2 separate regions of the Zea mays genome follow, and region 1 is linked to region 2. Evidence: chromatin contacts called from public Hi-C data. All regions are on one chromosome and are shown on one strand. The core of a region is the stretch at or near the end of the contact, and the rest is flanking DNA. Distances in the headings are between cores, read along the strand shown. Region 1 holds the start of LOC100381846. Region 2 holds the start of LOC100285586 (RNA binding protein).

Region 1 (3,448 bases), core at 368-2,867, 410 kb before region 2:
TTGCGTTGCGTCGATCTGCAGGCCGCGCTCTCGCTTCCACGTGATCTCTATGTCATCACGGACAGCTTGCGGATGTCATCCTCTATCTCATAACTGCATAACACATATTTGTATATATAAGTTATCGAAATATTATTTATTCCCGTTGCAACGCACGAGCACTGACCTAGTGATATTCATAAGTGAGAAACTTTCTCCAAAGTGGTATTTCACCAATTCTTATTTTCTTTTCTTAATTTATTTTCCTACTTTTATTTTCTACCATCTAAGGCCTTGTTCGGTTATTCCTAATACACATGAATTGGATAAGATTAGAAAAAATTCTTAAGAAGTTTGACTTGTTTAAGAAGTTCCCAGTGAGGCTGTCACTAGGCTGCAGGTGGCAGGAAAAGCCCTGCTCTTCGCAGCTAACTAGATAAAATGTGCTTCAAATGATAGAAAATAAAAACAAAATAGAAAATAGATGAAATAAGAGTGAAATACTATTTTAAAGCAGGAGCGGATTTAGATAAAACAATCATTGGTGTCATCTCAATTAAATTATAAAATCATCAATTCATTTAAGTGCTAGCAAACATATATTCTAATGTAGATTAATAAAATTTATTGGTGTCATGGACACCAAAAAAGGCCCAGATCCGTTCCTGTTTTAAAGAAGGTACTCACTTATAAGCAGCATTATAGAGAAATACAATTTATAAGTACTATTGTAGAGAAGCCACTAATTACGGGTATTATAATAGCAAAAAAAACTCATTGTCGACACAAGGAGCGGCCTCTGCTATATGTACAGTCTCTCAAGGATCACCCCTACGTACGCGTCTGGCTGGCCTGACTACACCGGCAAAGACCAATACGAGTTGGAACAGCAACACATCATCTTGGATGGTGATCTTCGAGCGACCCTATTCTCTATGCCATCCAATCCAAGGCCAGAGTCTGAGAGATCAGAGAAGCGCACGCGCTGCAGCAGAGCCCACATGCTCGCTCCACCTGATGCTCAGCATGTGCTCCGTGCTCGCTCTGAGCACGCCCGCACGGCGGGAACCTGGCCGCGAAGATGCGCGAGGTTCGCTCTCGCTCGTCACGCGGCGCGGTGCGGTGCGGTGCAGGCGTGCAGGCGTGCAGCACTAGCACGCATCTCTCTTGCCACTGTGTTGCCAGTTGCCACCGCAGAGGATCCTTGCCCGGGTACAATCTCATCATCGTCTTCGTCATCAGTGATGATTCGGCAGGGTCAGTGCTGCATCTGGAGTAGAATCGTCCCGCATTTGCGAATTGATTAGTTGGAAATAGCAGGCAGGATCATTAGGGGCCTCCGAGTCCCACCACTAAAAAAGTGCACCCCACTTTTTTTTTGGATCCACTAAAAAAGTGCCCACAATCCGCAGGGCAGCCGCGCCCACACGTCAGAGACGAAGACGCCGGCGGCCGCACCTCCCTCCTCGCCGCCGCCCCGGCGGCTTCTAGCTTCTGCTGCCGATGCCGATGGCGCTATTGTCTCGCGGATTGATGGGTGCCACGCGCACTTCAACGCGCCGTGCTCACACGGCGCTGGCGCCCGGGCCCCACAGCACCGCTTTATAAGTAACCAGCACGCGCTGCCCCCTCCCCTCCTCCCCCGGTCTCACTCACACTCCTTCATCGGGCTCGGCCCGCGCGGTCGTGAGTTCGTGACTGCGGAGGAAGTAGCGCAGGCGAAAAGGCTGCAGCAGTGGACGGCGGCGAACCCTAGCCTAGCTCCGCGAGGTGAGTGGTTCAGTTCGACGGCTGGCGCCCGCGTATGGGGCTGCGCGATTCCCGCTGACTTCCTTTCTGGTGGATTTTGGCAAGTGCGTTGGCGGTTTGATTCGATGGCCGTGGCGTCGCGGCTCGCGGTCACGCGTGTGTCGCCGGCGGACGGCGCGCGCCCCGCGGCGGCGGCGGGGAGGAGGAGTGGGCTCGCGGTGGTTCGGCTCCCGCCGACCGACAGCAGGGGGAGAAGGAGGAGGCGCGGCGGGGCCGTCGCGGCCAGCCCCCCGACGGAGGAGGTCGTGCAGATGACGGAGCCGCTCACCAAGGAGGACCTCGTCGCCTACCTCGTCTCCGGGTGCAAGCCCAAGGAGAACTGGAGGTTAGAAGCTTCCATATGCACATGCTCCTTCATTTGTTTGTTTATTAGTTTTTTTTTGCTTCTTGAAATGATACCTGTCATAAGTTCTTATATATAGCCAACTGTTGCCATGAAAAATTGATCACGCGACACCACGATAACTATAGTTCGTGCGACTAGTTTTCAGGGGTTCCTCACTTTCGTGGAGGAGAGCGGACTGTTTTTAGCGCAAAACAGCATAGATTACCAATCCCTAATGCATATTAGTGTGCAAAAAAGCAAAGATTAGGTTCTCTTTGTCGATGCAGAAGCTTTGCTTTTGACACCTTTGGCTCCATGCACTCTCGGCTCGCCCACGTGTCCCAAAGTAGTCCTATGAGGGTTCAATGATCAGATATAGATTTTCTGTCAGGTCAAGTTAACAATCTTGACATGAAACACCATCTAAACACTAAAAAAAGGGGCGCACCCAGTGCCGTAGGCTTCCCGCACTGTGTAGGTCTAGGAAAGGGTATATTTAAGCGCCAAGCCTTACCCGCATAATATGCAGAGGCTGGGGCTCGAACCCGGGACCTTCCGGTTACAGACGGTAGGCTCTACCACCGCACCAGGCCCTAAACCATCTAAACACTAACTTTGTTATTTTGGACCTTTCCCCGCACATGAACTCAAGCATGCCTCATGTGGTAGCTAGTCTCCATACTGGATGCAAACCTGAACAGGAGATACATGCTAGTAGCTTTGACTTGATGAAAACACTATATTGCTCCCTCATGACCTCGAATCATGACTCGGTTGCATCCTGTGGTCGATGTCTCAGCCAAGTATCTCGCTTGGGCTCACACATATTCCAACCTGCCACAAGTCTTATGCAGTGTGTATCAGCTCATTAACTTGATTATAACGATTAAATAAATTTGGCTGATCAAATAAACTAACTTGGCAAGTTACATTGTCAACACCAACAACGCTGTCTAGCTCTAACATTGAGGTTACTTTCAAGTGCTTACGACAGTGCCAACGATTGAGATGGATTAGTGCCCCTTTTAGTGATGAGCCGTGAGCCGGCTCTAGCGCGTACTTTGTACTAGGATGGATTCATCAGTGTGATGATCACTTGGCCATCGTTTTATCTTGTAGCTGTGTTCATGTTATTTGAGCAATGATAATTTGATATGTCTCGGTATTTATTAAAGATGCCCTTGTATTTTCTTTTTCAAAAAAGGAAGATATGTTTCAATTGGCTGTTCAGTAAGTTCATCCCCAAAGTAAACATCTGTCCTTTACAGAATTGGCACGGAGCATGAAAAGTTTGGTTTTGAAGTCGACACATTACGCCCTATAAAATATGATCAG
Region 2 (3,708 bases), core at 991-3,490:
TAAGGCATCCATGCTAGAAGAATTGCATAGATGTGCAAATGGCTAACGTTCAAGTCATACATACCTAGAGCCAACCCACACATGCTGCAGTCACCACACAATTTCTAGATGTAACTCGAATCTCATCTAAGGAAGTAGATGTTGAAGAAATATACATATTTCAGATTAAATTTCGAATATAAATCATGAACAACGATAAATAAAGTAGTCGTCTCTTCCCTAACATGTTAGTAAGCAATACACAAAACATATCTATAACAACAAATAAACTAAAGTATGAGGTTAGATTGGTTGACATGTACTAATTAGACATATTGATTGACAGTGGGGAAGTGGTAGGGTTGATGACGTCGGCAGCAGTCGTGGAGGAGAGCGTGAGCGGTCGCGTGAAAACGTTTACCAAAAACCTTATTTGCCTTCTCCCGGTGCATGATTTCGAAGGCGGCAGGTTTCAAAGACCTGCTCTCCCAATCGCAGATGCATGTCAGTGCTCGGGATGAAGAGGACTACAATGGCAGCACAGTAGTAAGCAGAGGCAAAAATCTAACTCGTGTTTGGGATGATTCTGACGATAGCTGTCAGACGCCTTATATAGGGCCACGTCCATGAACCAATAAGGACCCGCGATCCGATCCGACAAGAGCTCAAATCCTTTTCTAATCATGATCGGATAGAGCTTTAAACTTAACAGCCAAGTAACCAAAATAAAAATAGCAAAAGTAAGTTGAGCCCTCGCAAGACGAGGAGCTAGATTTTGGCAGACCATTCACGTGCGCGTGTGGCACTCCGTCCTCTCTCCCCTCAACCATGACTTAGTGGGAGAGGGAAGCCTCCATATATAAACTAGTCTGACTCCATTTAGACTAGCAATGTGGGACTATTGGTTTCACCATTACCTTGCCGTACATGAATTTGTATGATTTTTCTAGGATTTAATTGAATTTCTTAATTGGGCCAAGCCCATAAATTCAATAACAAATACAGATGAATGGTTGTCCGGCGCTCACGCCGCAAGCTAAACCTCGAGCGGGCGGCCTTGGCGTATGTGGAGCAGGACTCGACTAAGTTAAGGAGGCGGCGGCTCACCTCCTTGGAGTAGAACTGTCACGTGTCGATCCCCTCCTCCACAGAGGCTCCGCCGCCACCCATGGCGGTCGCGACGACGAAGACCTCAACCTCAACGCCACACGAAGAGGATGATGTCCCCACGAGCGTCTCCACGAGGCGTCGCACCACCGCGTTGCGTCGTCGTTGTTCGCTCTCTCAGTTGTTAAATTCTTCCGTCTACGTTCCCGCAAGACGCCGTGAGAAAAAAAAACTAGATTTTTTAGAGTATATACTCCCTCCGTCTCAGGATATAAGGCGTAACCACTTTTTATTCTTGTCCCACAATATAAGGCGTGCTCTCTCTATGCATACGTATATCGATGCAGTGGTATAGAGACAATTAAATGCATTTCTTGGTCTTTGAACCAGAGGTGGTTACGCCTTATATAGTGGGACGGAGGGAGTATAACTATATAAAGCTAAATTTATATAAATAATGATGCGAACCATGGTTGTTAGTTTTAAAGTCACATTCACATTTATCAAGTCAACAGAACATATATACTATATTCATTCTCAAATATTGTTCACCCGTTATTTTATTTTTAAACTTAAACGCGACAAATATAAAAAAATTTTGGAGGAAGTATATTACGTACTTTAAACTCAAGTATAGATGTAAAACGTATGAACCTACAGACACTTTGCTAGCACATAAGAGTATCTCCAATAATATCTCAAACTAGTGCCTTAAATTGAAATATGAGGTTCTATATAGGAAAAACTACTCCAACAGTGGTACATTTCGTAAAATTTGGTCAAAAAACTATAGTGCACCCTTTCAAGTGTCTCAAATATACTACACTGTAGTAGACTGCTCTATAATCTATTAATCTAGATTTGAGGTTTTATCGTTGGAGCGAGACGTTTTTGTTGGTGCACTAAATTCTATAAAATATAATCATTTTTAAATTATATGATATTTTTATAGTACATGTTCTAACTAGCAGTTCTCCTGCCTATTTGTTTTCTAAAAGAGCAGTTACCTGACCGTCCGTCCACGTGGCCGATCCAACGGCTGATGTCTTCTTTCGGCCTCGGCGGAACCGCGGAAGCCGTCAAGTTGGTAGCTGTCGTGTTCTCTTCTGCCATTGTTGCCCTCGACTGGAGCAGTCAGTCCACTCCAGTACCTCTGCCGCACGCTGCTCCCGCCGCGCCACCAGCTCACCACCGCTGCTAGCCACGATGCGGTCGCCGCGAATCCCCGGCCGCCGCGACGCGGCGTCGCCGCAGACGCCAAAGGGGTTCAACCCGGGCGACCCCGTGGAGGTGGTCCCCGACGAGGCAGGCCTGCACGGGGCCCACTTCGCTGCCGTCGTCGTGGGGCCCAGCGCCAAGCCCCGCGGCTACACCGTCGAATACGACTCCCTCCTCGAGTCCGAGGGCTCCGACCGCCCGCTCCGGGAGGCACTGCCGGCGCGGAGCCTTCGCCCTCGCCCACCGCCGCCGCCCGCGCCCGCATCGGAGGCCCCGCCCGCGGAGCACGCCGCCGTCGACGCGCTCATCGACGACGCCTGGTGGCTCGGGGTCGCCCTCGCCCGCGCCGGCGCGCCCAGCAAGGTCAGGGTATGCTTCCCGGAGACCAGGGAGGTCATGGAGTTCGACGCCGCCGACGTCCGCCCGCACCTCGAGTGGGTTGACGGCGAGTGGCGCTCCCCAGATAACATGGTAGTAGCACTAACAAGGGTCTTTTCCAAGCTTTTTCTTTTTTCCCTATTTGATTCTGGGTTTCCAACTTTCGATAACATTAATTAATCGTAATCCATCAAAAGGCTTCTTCCCTTTCTTCCATTCGAGGTGATTTTTCGTGGGGTTAGGGTTAGAAATGGGGGCAACCACAGTTTGTTCGATGGTGGCAGGGCGAATGTGGGATTATGATTTTCCCACGCTTGCTAGGTGGAGAGTGAGGAGAATGAGGATTCTTGAATTGCTAGCTATTGTTGTATCTGTTAGATGGATTTATCTGTTTTAGCTTGAGTAATACAGGTGTTAGAACATTTTAGGGCGAATGTGCTTGTGGTCTCACTGGCTGGAAAATTGCCTATCAACAGATTAAGAGTATGAAGTCAAGGTACTTGGACGAGCTGAATGGTGTTCAGTCAGATCAGATGTGGGTCATGCTGGAATGAAGTGTTTCTAGCTAATGGTGAACTATGAAAGCATTTGACCCCCTTGATATTCATGGGCGGTTTTAGTTATCTGTAGCTTTTTATTCCCACTCCACCCGTTTCAAATTATGCTTTTCTTTGGCTTTGTCCTAAGTCAATTTTCTCTAACTTTTACAAAGTTTCTTAAGAAAAATATATTAACATCATCTACAAGTTCAAATAACCATGGTTCTTAAAGCGGTAGGGCGAGACAAGGCGTTGAACCACCTCCTAGATGCCTAGGCGACGCCAAGGCGAGCAAGGCGATGCCTTATCTATCTAAGAACCGGCCAGACAGCAGCATGGAGAGGAAGAAAAAGAAAAAAAAGGAAAAAGAAGAAGGGAAGGGGTAGGAGGCCAGCCCACCAGCCAGCCCATATATTCCCTGCCCCGCCGTTGCAGCAGCCACCACTCGCGATTTGGCGACGCCGCTGCCCTGATTTGACGCCGTCGC

Evidence for each region. A called contact is a pair of places that touch in the nucleus more often than the background predicts.
Region 1: a contact with region 2 is called in a Hi-C map of leaf, with 7 times the contacts expected there. The contact joins the promoter of LOC100381846 here to the promoter of LOC100285586 in region 2. A contact is called at or near these places in 3 of 25 Hi-C or Micro-C datasets (ear, leaf and tassel).

Annotation. Positions count from the first base shown.
Region 1 is chr8:134,529,108-134,532,555 of Zm-B73-REFERENCE-NAM-5.0, reverse strand. It overlaps LOC100381846, which reads left to right and starts at 1,617. Exons shown (of 16, transcript NM_001361545.1): 1 at 1,617-1,749; 2 at 1,834-2,113; 3 at 3,382-3,448. The coding sequence starts at 1,854.
Region 2 is chr8:134,116,230-134,119,937 of Zm-B73-REFERENCE-NAM-5.0, reverse strand. It overlaps LOC100285586 (RNA binding protein), which reads left to right and starts at 2,240. Exons shown (of 4, transcript NM_001158477.2): 1 at 2,240-2,775. The coding sequence starts at 2,293.